Regions from separate parts of the Mus musculus genome. Here regions 2, 3, 4 and 5 are each linked to region 1. A link is a contact called in public Hi-C and HiChIP or PLAC-seq data. All regions are on one chromosome and are shown on one strand. The core of a region is the stretch at or near the end of the contact, and the rest is flanking DNA. Distances in the headings are between cores, read along the strand shown.

Region 1 (2,766 bases), core at 183-2,682:
ATATCTTGGAATCAAAACCAGGCCTGGGCATACTCGCCAGACTTCTACCACTGAACTATCCTACTTCCACCTCTCCAGTCCCATAGTCTGCCTTCAACAGTAGCTCCAGTGAACTTGAACAAACATTGTAATGTCATCCAATGATTCATTTTTAAAAAGAAACCAGAACTAGATACTGTCAACAGTCTGTGTAGCCCACTCCTGGAATTTGAATACATTAGTTTTGAGAAGTTTTCTACTTTTTTTTCTGTAAAATATCTTTGGTTATGTTGCTGTCTTTATTTTATATTCTGTTGTCTTTATAAGACATGGTGGCAGAAATTGCTGGTTTTGCATAGTGGGGTTTCCTATGGAATACATCCTTTGTGTTTAAAGAGAAAGGAAGAAAGTATCTGTCTCCTAGTAACATGTATTTCCACTCCTCCATTCCTTCCATCGCTCCAGAGCAATTCCTTCTCTTGAACTCCATTTATTGAGAATTGCATTGGTTTGAGCAGGCATCTAATCTCTTTAGAGTGTTAAAGCTTCTATGTCTAGTGTTCCTTCCAGAACAGGCAAAGATCTTACATGCTCTTGACTTCATGATGAACTTGCATGGGTAATTTAGAATACATGTTACCTAGAAAGCATGTTAGATTTAGTTAAATGAACTAAATTTGCCTTAAAGTCCTAAATCCCAAAAGTTTCTACAGAGCTCAGCCTTTCTCTCCATGTCTGCGTTGTGAAAGAGCTGAGCCTGGCTTGACCACTGAGGACTAGAACATGCTATGCTACACAAAGGTCTGTATTCCCAAGGCTGGCATCAGGGTGATGACAGGAGAGCTGCTGATGTACAAAATGACTCTGTTTACCATAGTAATTGGCTCTTCACAGGCTAGAGGAAGCCAGGTCTGAAACACAGCCAAGTAGGGTTTTTCCCCTACTGAGGTCTCAGAAATTCCCAGTAAATATTGAAACAAAAACTAAATGGTCTTGTTACCTTGCACACTGGTGTTTATTTATGGCACATTTGCTATACCTTTATGAAGTTAGCAAGGACCTTTGAAGTATGCTTTTGTCAAATGGCCAGTGTCTTCAAATATTAGAACCCATTGCACGAGTGAGCCCAGACTGACTAAGCAGGCATCTGTCCAAACACTAGAGATCTTTAAGACAAAAGTCATCAGCCATTCCATTTAATATTTTGATTTTGCACACTAATCAGAGCATATGGGAGGAGTCCAGACTAGATAACCTTCCAACTTAGAGATTCCATTGATCCATTTTTCACATATCTTCATCATGCAAGTATTCCAAAAACAAAGAAACAAGAGAAATTCAGAAACTGTTGTGATTTGATGTTTTTCTCTCTGCCCCTCTCCTTTCTCCTCCCCCTCTCTGGCGGCTCCCTCTCCCTCCCTCTCCCTCCCTCTACTCATCCTACTCCCAAATATGGTGCAATAAGAAATTCCTTTACTGAGGCTACAGAGTAGTTAGTCATTGCGAGTCATGTTTTTAAAGGCTCCACTCACTGACGAAAACAAGTGATATGAAATGCTGAAGAAACCTCAGGGGCATTCCAAGCATTTATGGACAAAAAGTCAAGACTTGTGGTATTTTCCTCCAAGATGCATGTGAGCTGAATCAAAGAGACAGAAGAATTTAACCTTCAAACTTTCAAGACAAAAACAAATGCCTCCTGTTGTTGCCAGTCTCTGAGCTTGGTAATACTGAAGAAGCATAAATCTGTGTAAGACCTCATTATCTTATCTAAACCTTTAATGTGGTTTCCAAACAGCCCTTTCTAATCCTGTTTCAGAAGGCCTTTATTCAGGTACTAGCTTAAGCTTCTAAGGGCCCTATTCTGCTTCTGTCACATCTCTGCATAAAAATATCATTAGCTTTCTTTGGCTTAATTAAGTGCCTAATATTAATATGTATAAAACAGCTTTACTAATTTGTAGCTTTATTTTCTGTGATATCCCCATATATTTCTACCGTCTAATGTCTTTAAATCTTGTCACTGAGGACATGAAAGTTTAAGTGTTTGTTGTTATGGATTGTTCTGTGCCTGGAAGAACCTTTAATAGACTACCAGACCTCTACTCCATAGCTGCCAGTAGCACCTCAAAACAAGTAGAATAATATCTGTCAACCCAAACCACATCCAAACATGACATAGTTGTTCCTAAGAAGCAATAAACAACCAACAAGGAGGGTGAGAAGCAAAAGGGTATTATTTACACTTCCAAAGCCTTTAGTATGATATATATATGTGTGTGTGTGTGTATATATATATATATATATATATATGTGTGTGTGTGTGTGTGTGTGTGTGTGTATGTATATATATATGTATATATATGTGTATATATATATTTGTTTATATATGTGTGTGTATATATATATATTGTTACTAGCAGGTGCTTCTCAAATACACCCAACTTTCCGTCCATACCATTTAGTGTCTCACACACATATTTCAGGACATCTAGGGCTTCTTCCACAAAATCTTCCACACCTAACTCTGTACAAATTAGTCATTTATTCTCTTTGGACTTCTAGGATTTACAGGGATCTATGTAGCCATTTCTGTTTGAAATGATCTGATTGGTTACAGAGTCCTAAGAGTTATAAAGCCATGAGCCATAGAATTCACACAATAGGTTCAGACCTTGCCCTGTGCATCAGGACCAGAGTTCTGAGCAACATTAAGTGCCCAATCCAACTCACAACTGCAGGGTGTGGAAGAGGTGATAATAAATGGCTAGTTTTTTAATACACAAT
Region 2 (2,766 bases), core at 186-2,685, 840 kb before region 1:
CAAAAATCCACCCTGGAGGCACACACTTATAGTCAAAATACTCAGCACGTAAAGGAAGCAGAAGGATCAGAAATTCAACAGTTAGGCTTACAGAGAAAGTTCAAGCATGCATGGGCTGCAAGGGACATCCTTTTTACCTGTCTATGCCAAGCAGAAATTCTGAGTTCTTTATTCTGTATAAACCTTCTTCTCCTATAATAAGGTAATATTAATCACATCAGAATTCTAAATCTAAAATAGGTATTATCTATGAAAACCTGGAATAAATCTTTATACTACTGAACAACAATTGTATTTGTTTTATTTTCTCATTTGTGGGTGTAGATGAAAACGTGCAACTCCTATTTTTTCTGGGTGAGTTAGGTGTGTAAAATCACCAAGATATTATTAACATTAATTTGAAAATGATACATCCAAATGTAGCTGTGCATCTGGTAGCTTTCATTGATTCTAAAGCCCAAGCAGTGACTAGCATTATACCCTTGCTTTGTAATGATTTAGTTTTCTAAGTCTATTGAAGGAGTCTTGTTAAAAGGAGGCTTATTTCTCAATATGCCTTTTCTGGGAACAGAGACAGGCAAATGTGCCTGAGATCTTGGAATGAATTAATATACAAAACAAGAGTCAGCACAGGGCAGGCTTATTCTCAGTAGAACAAACAAAACATAATTAGAAAAAAAACCAGATCATAAATCATAAATGTGTACATATATACATTCATATATTTTTGTAGTGTGTGTTTGTGTGTGTGTGTGTGTGTGTGTGTGTGTGTGTGTGTGTGTGTGTGTGTAAGACTGTGAGCCAAAAGATTATGTCAGGTAAGTCATGTCTTAGCTCTACCCTTTGTAGCAAATGTCAAAGAATTCATGTTTTATGCATGAATAAAACAACTCAGGTTCAATTTGTATACGTAATCAATTTAGTGGTGAGCTAAGAACACAAAAAATCCTTTGGCTATTGAATCCACATTATTAGGCTTTATCCAAAGCCCATATACCTAGGCTTTTTTCCATGGACTGTGAAAGAGATACAGCTTCCCATTCAAATAATATTCTTTACTGACAAACAATGGGGAATCAGTATTGCCCTAAGGTCTCTGAGCTGCAGCAATAGCTATCAATCACACAGCAGATAAATAGATTTCCGAAGTTTTGTGTACAATATGTTCTTGAATGTGGGCTTAAGTTCAGACTGACATATAGTATTTCATTGCTAATGTGATTTCTTTCTAGCAGAGGGAACATTCTTTTTCTAAATTGCATTGCATAACTTGTTTGCTTCCTAGCAAAACAATTTTTGAATTTCCGTATAATTTTTGTTAAATCTATTTTTAAAGTTGAAGCTTAGGTCAAATGCAAACATGAATATGGATTTCTCCAGCATGCATAATTTGTAGTCTGTGTAGCAATGACTCATCTGCCTCCAGTATCTGGTAGTCACATGATGAGCTCTCCTGCTAAGAATGACTTACTCATTCTTCAAAACCATATCCAAAAGATGAAGGAAAACAATGTGTACGAAGCCGAAGAAGACACAACATGGTGTGCTTAAGCTGTCGCACTCAAATCAGTGCTGCTGGTAATTTTTCAAATTAAGTGTTTCTCTTTGGGAAAGCACTCAGAAATATTACATGTACACAGTCTAAAGCACCAGAATGTTCCTTTAAAAATTTGCTAGTGACCAAATTAGAAAACATCTGCAGGATTCTTCTGCTGCTTGAATTATTCAAATGAATACAAAATTCAAATACAGACAAGTTAGGGGAAGATAGTCATTTTTCTTTATCTTACGCAGTTCTAGAGAGAATATATTTACATCTGAGTGATTATCTTTATTCCTTTCAACTCATCTGTTATATTTCCCTTGTTTTACCTTGAAAACAAATATATTCCCGTCTCTGTCGATATCTATACACTTGTCAAATGTTTTATTGAAAAAGGAGTGTCTATGGACAGAAGCACACTCTAACATCTTACACATTTTTTCCTAATAGAGAAAAAAATTACTGATATAGCCCCCCTAATATGTTTTAGTGCATATGTTATTTTCAGAAAAACATATGATAATAACACCATTATGGAATACAACTAGTTTATATAAAAAGTATTACACATTTTCATATAGATTAATCTTAATGTGAAAGATGAACTTGTAGGTTGAAAAATACATAAATTATAAATATTTAAATGTTGTTCTAATGTTTTTTTAATACCATGTTTGCAACAATTGTAGGACAGGATTTGCAGAAATAGCTTAAATATGTCAGAGAACATATTTTATTGAACCATTGTTAAAACTTTCTCATTTATTCTGATCTAACATTTTTTGATCTCACACATGAATTAGAGAATTAGATTACTAGTAAAAATTTTCAAGAAAAATGAATTGGATAGAAGAATCTTAGAGTAATATATAATGTTGAAAATAATACAGCTAGAGTCAAAATGCTTAACATCCTGTATCAATTTGAAATATATTGCTAATGACTTACTTTTGTAAATAAAAGTTTTTAAAAATCTTTCAAAATATCTTCTCAAGAATACTGCAAAATTTAAAGAATTTTTAAATAAAATTCCGTATTATTATACAACGGTTATCTTGAAATCCTGATTTGTATTTGACTCCGAATTCTTGGCAAATATATCAGGTTTCTCTAATTATTGACCTTCTGTGTTATCTAGAACAATTGATGATAGATAGCATGACAGAATTATTAACAGATTAATTACATGAGGTAACATTGTGGCTTCAAACCAACTTGTGTAT
Region 3 (2,766 bases), core at 101-2,600, 640 kb after region 1:
TGATATAAGCTGTCTATCACTGGGTACAGAATACAGTTATGAAACCTAGTGTCAAATCAGCCGTGGCTCAGAAAAGTTGGCAGCCCACACAGAAACGCTTACATTCATACACAACAGCGCAATTCATACAATTGCATAAAGATATTGTTCTTATTTTAAAAAAGAAAAAAAAACCGCTCTCCTAGAGGACAGCCTTTCTCTCCAAGGCCTTGGGGGTCACTACTTCTAAAACTTCCCTGATGGAGAAGCTGGAAAATGTCCTAAGGAGCATTCAGCTTGAAGTCAGACTCTGGCTGAGTTGTTTACCGGCCGTGTGACTCAGCAAGTTCTCTTTATTTTCCTCCTATGTAAATGAGGGGTAATAACAGCCTTCACCTTCTGCAGCTGTTGTGAAAACTAAAGGAAGCAGGGCCTATATAAAACCGGAGGGCCTGGCCCCCAGCAGCACTGTGGAAAGACTAGCCTGGCAATGTCCACCAAGAAACAGAGCTTCCCGTAATACACGGAAGTTTAGACTAGAGATATTTGCTGTTTTGTTGATATTATGTAATTTTGTATATTATTACTATTTTTCAGAAATTTGTAAATCAAACAATGTAATCAATAAATAGTTTAAAATAACTTTACACCGAATGGGTCCACATAATGATTTTTAAAATGCACTTCAAATTATAATCAGGAAAACAAGTGGAGAGAGGCTCTGGGACACAGAAAGCTAATTTGCCTCTCTGTAATCTATCAGTTCTCTAATCTACCATCCTCATTCTTGGCTGTGAGTAATTACGTAACGTACGTAACCTTTGACCAGAAAGAGGAGTAGCACGTGTCACTTCCAGGTGTACAACTTCTGCCAGTACCAAAAAAATAGAATAACCAGTTTTGAGAAGTTATTTTCGAGTGCCAGAGTGGGAAAGGCTTTTTAATCTCAAGGGCAAACAACAGTGCCCCTCCGTCCCTGACTACTGCTTAGTGTTCTCCCACAGGTAGCCAGCAAGACAGAAGCGCAGTAAAATGCAGACTCTGCTACGGGAATTTTTGACTCTGGGTATCTAATGTTCATAAGTAAATCCCAGTATGATCACAAAGAGTTTCAAAAACAAAGAAAAAAAAAGTGACCTAAACAAACTACAACATATTTTAAGTCAGCAAGTCTAAGTATTAGACAATAACAGAAAAGTGCTTTCAAAATCCAGAGGGAAAAGAAAATATTGTGACTCTAGAAGTAAGAGAAATGTAAAAAGGAATGGAACAGGGCCAAAGGATGAGGGATGGGGGAAGACAGCTAAGTCTCAGCTATTCCGGGTAAGCATGCATCTCTAGCCATAATTAAAATGTGAGTCACGGGCCTGCTGGGTGACTCAGTGGGCAAAGGCACAAACCTGATAACCTGAGGTTGATTCCATCAACCCACATGGTAGGAGAGAACTGACTCCTGAGAGTGTCCTCCATCCTCTCCATGTGTGCTGTGGTGTGAGCATGTGCTCACTCTCTCTCTCTCCCTCTCTCTCTCCTTATACCTACTCTGAAAAACAGAAACAAAGAAAGAAGGAGGAGTAGGAGAAGAGGAGAAGGAGGAAGAGGAAGAAGGAATAGACTTAAATGTGAATAGCAACCAAGATTAAATCAGAGAGAGCAGGGGGAGAGTGGAGAAGCACACCTGCCTGCCTGGTTATCTTTGGGGAAGGAGATTCAGGCCAGCTTCTCTATGTTGCTTGAGGCGCACAGCTGTGCAGATGGATCCCTGGCAGGCTCCTTTCCTATAAGGATATAACCTAAGTGCTAAGGTTAGGACCACAGTAAGCACACAGTTACCACAAAGAGAGCGGATCAGAATCAGAATGTGTGCTCCCACAACAGGACCTTGGCTTCTAGGGATTCAGCTATAGAAATCTTGGATGTGAGCACACCTATTTACTGTTATAGAAACGAATCTGGGTGTTCTCCTAAATGGAACTGATTTATAAGGTCTATACCCTTTCATATGAAATAGCCATTAAAAACCTAAAGCAGATTTATTAATACATGTATGGAGATCTATTATGATAAAAGAAATATGCTAAGACAAAGGTATGGTGTGATTCTTAATTTATGAAATTTAAGTGTGGAGTATATTTATATAGAGAGAAAGATGCACATATGTGTTTGTAAAGCATAAAAAAGAATCGTAAGCAAAAGGACAGTTTCATGAGATATGGCAAAGAGGACTTTTTAAATCTTTACTTTATAAAACTTTCTATTTTGAATATTTTCTGCAGTTATTGTTTGTAATTATTGTTTTAGAATTTCATAAGCAAGAAAATGACAATATAATGTACTTTACTAATGCAAAATTAAATTAAATTGTAATTAAAAGTCTCCAAAGCCAATCTACTTGAGACTCAGAGAAAGGGAGATTACATCTTCAAAAATCTTCAAAAATCGAGTGCATATTGGGTTGTGTGTGGTAACATCAGCGTTCAGTACAACCTGGCTATTAGGCAAGAAGAGCAGGAACAAGGAACAAGGAAGGGAGAGAGAGAGGTGGAAAGAAGAAAGGAAACTGACAGAGGGGGAGGGGTGTAAAGATACCAAACACGTGAGTCTCACTAGCAGAAAATGTCCTCTTTCAAACCAGTGTGACTTGAGCTCATTGTAGCCCTGAGAAACATGGTGTTTGTCTCCGAACAGATTAAGGGTCTCTTCAGTAAACCTTCCATCTGGACCTGAAGCTAACAACAGCTAAAGGGAACGAGGCTCAGTTACAGTCTGTCAGGGTAGCAATTATTT
Region 4 (2,766 bases), core at 80-2,579, 590 kb after region 1:
GTCAACAGCTCAGCAAACGAAACAATTATCTAGCCAAAAAACAAAGCCAACTGACTACTTAGCATGGGTGGAAGCTTTTATTAACAAAGAAAAGGTAATATTAAAGCCAGATACCTTCTCATGGCCAGCGAGTTAACGAAAGTTTGAAAGTCTAACTGTCCTAAAGTTGCAGGAACATATAAAACAAAAAGATTATGGCACACCATCAGTGGATATGGACATTTAGTTCTCTGATTTGGGAAAACAACTTGGCGTTATCTAGTAAAGTAACAGAAACGTGTATTACACTAGCTAGCGATTCCATTTTCCATACTTTTGTAGGAAAATTCTTGTTTGTGAACACCAAGAGACTTGGTCAAGACTTCCTCCTCTGCCAAAGGCCTAGAAACAGCCTGGTTATCAGTCAAAGAGAAGTAAACAGACAAGCTGACCAGCTTGTGGGATATTTATACAATCAAGAAAGTTGGCCCTGCTTATCGATAAGTTCCACTTCCAGCAGAATCAACAAATTTAGAATAGAAAATATTGGGGTGGGGGGGGGAAGTATCTGTAAAGACCATACCCAGAGTTTTTCCCTTAATATTATTTCTAAAACAAAACAGGGAGCTCTTATTTACATAGTGTAGTGTTTGCATGATATTAGGTATGTAATTATTCCAGAGATGACTTAAAGATGCAAAAAGATGTGCATGGGTAATATGCAAATGTCTCATCACTTTACACACAGTTATTTGAGCATTTTGGTATCCTCAGGGATCCTGAATCTTTTCTTCTACATATATGGAAGAACTTCTCTTAAGTGACATTTAATCAGCCACATGCATATGAATGAATCTCACCAAAAAAAATTGAACTAATGCAAATTGCCAAAAAAAAAAAAAAGCTTGGAGCACATCCCGTTTATAAGGTGGGAAATGAGTAAAAACAAAACTATTTCTCCAATGGAGTGTGCAACGCTCATGAAATAGCTCACATGTAAATGCACACACAAACATAGTGGTTAACTTTTAAAATGAAGGGATTAGGAAAGTTTTCTTACACGTGGTGGTAAGCACACAGGTTCGGATTTAATTGTTATTTATGCTTCATTATTTTATTCAAATTAGCCATTTCATTATTTTTTAGAAGTTGATGACGAAATGCACACACACACACACTTATTATCAAAAAATTCCTACACAGAGTTTACTTTATATACAGACGTCAAAACGTGTATCATGTACTAAAATAACCCTCTCTTACCAACTGGATGTGTCTGCCCAGTATTGTTTGAGCATTCCGGAGAGGAGCATGCGCAGCAGAGCCCTGAGGTTGCATCAGCGCTAATCACTGGTCTTACAGCTTCTCTTTGTGTTTAAGATTGAGCCTTTTAGAAACCACCCCGCCCAAAATGTTACACAGACTCTCCAAAACATGTTTTTCAAGTGCAATGAGAGCCAAAAATGATTTGGCACAAGTACGCCAGATCCAAAATCTTCTGGGCTTTTAAAGGCGCCAGCACAGAACTAGAAAGAGGTTGAAATAGGGCTTCCCCTTCGACAGGGCATGTTTATGTAGCAGCATTGAAAGCTGGTCAGACTGAACGTTTTCAGCATTATTCATACCAAGTCAAGCCCAACACATAGAGATTCTGAAACTTTCTTTAAAAAAAAATTATTGAATTTTTAAATTGTGTGTTTGTGTATGTGTGTCTACATTCTATATGGTGTACATGCAGTGGTCAGAGACAACTTGCCGAAGTTGGTTGTTTCCTTCCACCTGTGGGACCCAGGGACACAACTCAGGTTGATGGTCTTGATGGCATGCACCATTACCTGTTGAGTCATCTTGAGAACCTAAAACTTTTGTAGTGATAATGGGCTCTAGTGAGCCTCCTTCCCACTACTCTGGGCCAGTCCTGCCCTGAATGACATCCCCATGCCTCCTTCTCTAGCAATGTTTATCTCTTACCGTCAGACAGGCAGCTGTTCCTGTCCACATAGCATTGGCAACGATGCCAAGATTTTCTGATTAGACAGGTGTCATGAGGCACACCAGTAATCCCAGTGCTCAGAGGACAGGGCAGCCTAGGCTACGTAGCAAGACCCTGTCTCAAAAAGTCTCCCAGAAACAAAGCTCTGACAACTGTCATTGAGCCAGCTTGTGTCTTTCTTGCTGATTGCCTATATTAGAGATAATTGATTCTGTTTTATAGTGAATAAAGAATGCCTCTTTGTTTTCTGACATGATATGGCTTCAGAGACTTAAAAAAAAATTCTGTTAGTTCTTAAAATACAGTAACAAATATCTCCTAGGCAAACTGTAACCATAGCTCAGTGAGAGCCAACAGCACATCTAATCACCTGGCCTATTAATCACTGCCATTCTCGTCCTTGTCCCAGAGCTTTCTATGAAAGGGAGAAAAGGCCTCCCAGAGCATTGAGATAAAGAACTAGAAAGAGGCTTTAACAAGCAGTCTGTTGTCATGTTAATGTTGCTTTCTTCAGAGGATAACCAAAATCTTCTCACAACCTCAGCACCCACAGCAGACTCTCCTGTCAATCAACAGCCATTTCATACCCATGTCGGAGAGCTGGCATCCTGTTATGACCTCACTAGATACACCCTGCTACCAAGCAGTGAGCTAGTCTCTGTAGTCTATAAACTGAGGTGGCTGAGCTCAATCAATGGCAAATTGTCATCCTTACAACGAAAACTGGTTCAAATCTGAGACTGTAACTGTCTCTCTGTCAGTTAAACTGACTGACCTCTATCCTCTAAATTGGC
Region 5 (2,766 bases), core at 151-2,650, 540 kb after region 1:
CACAGCTTACCGGAAGGCAGACACGATACTTCCATTAACCCAGCCCAACACTAACTTGATGTGACTGATAATCAAACTACCACACTGGCTTACATTAAATACCCGAACACGTGTACTTTTTTTTTTCTTCAGTTTTGAACTCCAAGTCTATCAGACTTCATCCGGTTTTGATCTAGCAACTGCATGTCTTGATACTGGCTCTGGGCAGGACTCTGCCCCTACTGCATTGTGATGGAAAACGGAAGTCCCCAGATCATTCACTGTATGACTCTCATTGGGTCATCTGACATTCATGAACCTCAGGTTTTGCTCACTGGAAAAACAGTACTGGGGGTGGGCACTAGCAGTCATAATCCTCTGAAGCATCAGGAGACTCCACTGAGGTGCACAGGGCAAAAGTTATTTTGCAGAGTGGAAAACATTATGCAAATGTGAGTTGATAGTAGGGCTGTTGGCTTTTCTTTTTTTTGTCTGTCAACTTCAGAGGTGATTAAGCATATTTTCTGTCTTTAGTCAGTGCATTGACTCAAGTGCCAAACAGATTAAGACCAAAATATTGACCAATGTGCTTTGGATTTTTTTACAACCTGTATGACTCTACCTGATGCTATGATGACCCAATCTGAATATACATAGTTCGCCTTAGCCGCAGACCTCGTTGAGCCTGGCTGTGTGTCAGCTAATACGGTGTAGTTGTTGCCCTCAACAGCTCTGAGGCAGGCATAGTTGGCTTCGGTTCTAGCTCAGCAATTTGCATAAACTATTTGATCTCCTGCGATCCCTGTTTCTTATCTTCTGAACGGGAAGATAAACAAAGTACCAGCTCAGACAGAGCATTAGATGGGTAAGTGTAACGGGTAAATGGGCTGCACTTGTTGAGATGACAATAGCCACTCACCGTGAGGTTCTTCTCTTAGGATATTATTGAGAAAGTGATGTTTTTACTAGTCAACCCTGTGATTTTATAAAGTTGTTCCATTTCAGAAGCAAGAAGCTCACTTAAACTAGCATAACTTAACTCGCTGAGTTCCTTGTGAACCTGTGTGCATGCCTCATAAACCACCACATTCCTTAGTTACTGCTCACAAACCATTACATTAGAAAATCCACCCATGGCTTTCTCTAGGCTCACTATGGAAGAATAGCTGACCTATTTTCGGTCTCTGGAATCTATCCTCCTTTTAGAAAAATGAATCAACATTTCCCTTTTTTCATTCATCTTTTGGTTTCTTGAAGACTTCAGTAACTTCTGAGATTAATCGTCAGTTCACATTCACCCATTCAGTGAGACTAGCTAGAATGTGCGCTATTTGTCCAGCATTCCAGTGTTCCCAGTGGCTGGGCACAGCTTATACCTGGAGCTGTCAGCTAGAGCTCATTTATTGCAGTCAGGTTCTGGCCAACTGTCCAGTCATCTCTGTAGACTTACAGTCAACCCCTTCTTTGCTTTGTTTGTGTGTGTGGACAAGTCAGATAAGGCTGAGTCATAATTTCCTCCCCCAACAAAATAGGATAATAATAACAGCTATGACTACCACACAGAGTGAAAATAAATGAGGTGAAGTGCAAAAAGCATGCCCCCCACCAAAAAACAAAAACAAAACAAAACAAAAAACCCAAAGCAAGCATACAAAATGAAAGTCTTGTTTGCTCCTCCTCTTATATCCTGCAGACCACTTTATTTGCTGCAGAACTTGAAAGCAAAATCTGAATTTAATAGTTCTGTTAGCTGTTATCATTACACCATCTGCCCCAGGCAGCTTGGCTATCACTTCCTTGTTCTTCTACTCTTAAACACAAAGGAAAATATCCTTCTTGTGGTCTTTAACAGTTCCGGTGAACCCAAATTATTTGTTTTCTATTAGCACCCCTGTAGTATATTCCCCATTAAGATACAGGGACAGTCAGAGCCATCAAGACCTGAAAAAGACGAGGGAACAACAAGAATGCAAAGGAAGAGTTGGTGGGGTTGAAAAAATGAAGCTGAATGTGGTCAATGGAGCTGAACATATACTGTGTTTCATGGAACCAGAGATGATTACGCTATGGGAACGCAGCTGAGGAGTGACGTGGACTCTCTGGTTAATAATAGGAAGCATAATAAGAGAGATTACATATGGAGTTTTGCAAGCAGGCACAAAAGAGTCTATTAGGCGGTGTCTTTAGCAATAACTTTTCAAATGAAGAAACACTGCCCAAACTATCACTTTTATGTACAGTGCTAAATAAGATGAGGGAGGCACGTCAACCCACGCAGTTCTGTGAGGAAACTTCTGGAGGAGGGGAAGTAATATGGTGTATGCATAAATATTCAGAGTAATATGGTTGGCAAGGGACAGAGAAATTAAAATGTCTCAAGTAGATTATTGTCAGACCTGTTGACTTCTGTACCTTCTCCTTCCATTTCAGCCAGACCTGGGCACATGGTTAGGTACCATGTAGGCTGAGGTTTTATGGGAGAGCACAGAATATCATCTTTTTGTCTCTTAACAATGTAGGAGCACTGTACTGTATGTAACTGTGATTAGTTCACAAATTAAGATCTTTTCCCTAAGAGAAGGGCCTTCCTATCACCTTCAAAGAGGAAGACTGTCAAAAGCCAGACTTTCTATTATAAAATGGTTTTAAATATAATGAAACTTCAAGCAACCATGCGTCTCAGGGCAGAAGTGGAAACACTATTCTGTTGGGGTCAAACTCACTTGCCAATGTTTTTTTGTAAATAAAGTTTCATTGGAATGCAATTATATTTAGTAGCTTACCAAC

The links. A called contact is a pair of places that touch in the nucleus more often than the background predicts. HiChIP or PLAC-seq counts read pairs in DNA pulled down with a chosen protein or histone mark.
Region 2: a Hi-C map of embryonic fibroblasts shows a contact between it and region 1, with 6 times the contacts expected there. The contact joins two enhancer-like sites.
Region 3: an HNF4G HiChIP or PLAC-seq map of pancreatic cancer cells shows a contact between it and region 1. The contact joins two enhancer-like sites.
Region 4: a Hi-C map of muscle stem cells shows a contact between it and region 1, with 2.5 times the contacts expected there. The contact joins two enhancer-like sites. A contact is called at or near these places in 2 of 484 Hi-C or Micro-C datasets (the N1E-115 cell line and muscle stem cells).
Region 5: a Hi-C map of adipose-derived mesenchymal stem cells shows a contact between it and region 1, with 2.7 times the contacts expected there. The contact joins two enhancer-like sites. A contact is called at or near these places in 2 of 484 Hi-C or Micro-C datasets (B cells and adipose-derived mesenchymal stem cells) and 1 of 115 datasets of contacts at active chromatin or transcription factors (pancreatic cancer cells).

What each region holds. Positions count from the first base shown.
Region 1 is chr10:17,011,174-17,013,939 of GRCm38.p6, forward strand. All of the region lies in intron 1 of Gm20125 (predicted gene, 20125), which reads right to left. Among named protein-coding and RNA genes, the nearest start is that of Gm20125, 83 kb to the right of the region's middle. Within about 2 kb of position 1,433, at least 75 of the 459 cell types and tissues checked have an H3K27ac peak or open chromatin away from gene starts, as enhancers often do. A contact at or near this core is called in adipose-derived mesenchymal stem cells, embryonic fibroblasts, muscle stem cells and 1 more, where this site is marked.
Region 2 is chr10:16,170,001-16,172,766 of GRCm38.p6, forward strand. No RefSeq gene overlaps it. Among named protein-coding and RNA genes, the nearest start is that of C330004P14Rik, 380 kb to the left of the region's middle. Within about 2 kb of position 1,436, at least 34 of the 459 cell types and tissues checked have an H3K27ac peak or open chromatin away from gene starts, as enhancers often do. A contact at or near this core is called in embryonic fibroblasts, where this site is marked.
Region 3 is chr10:17,653,156-17,655,921 of GRCm38.p6, forward strand. The region is part of intron 3 of Gm32543 (a long non-coding RNA gene); the gene reads right to left. Among named protein-coding and RNA genes, the nearest start is that of Gm32656, 5.3 kb to the right of the region's middle. Within about 2 kb of position 1,351, at least 73 of the 459 cell types and tissues checked have an H3K27ac peak or open chromatin away from gene starts, as enhancers often do. A contact at or near this core is called in pancreatic cancer cells, where this site is marked.
Region 4 is chr10:17,598,047-17,600,812 of GRCm38.p6, forward strand. All of the region lies in intron 3 of Gm32543 (a long non-coding RNA gene), which reads right to left. Among named protein-coding and RNA genes, the nearest start is that of Gm32656, 60 kb to the right of the region's middle. Within about 2 kb of position 1,330, at least 29 of the 459 cell types and tissues checked have an H3K27ac peak or open chromatin away from gene starts, as enhancers often do. A contact at or near this core is called in muscle stem cells, where this site is marked.
Region 5 is chr10:17,548,706-17,551,471 of GRCm38.p6, forward strand. All of the region lies in intron 3 of Gm32543 (a long non-coding RNA gene), which reads right to left. Among named protein-coding and RNA genes, the nearest start is that of Gm32656, 110 kb to the right of the region's middle. Within about 2 kb of position 1,401, at least 94 of the 459 cell types and tissues checked have an H3K27ac peak or open chromatin away from gene starts, as enhancers often do. A contact at or near this core is called in adipose-derived mesenchymal stem cells and pancreatic cancer cells, where this site is marked.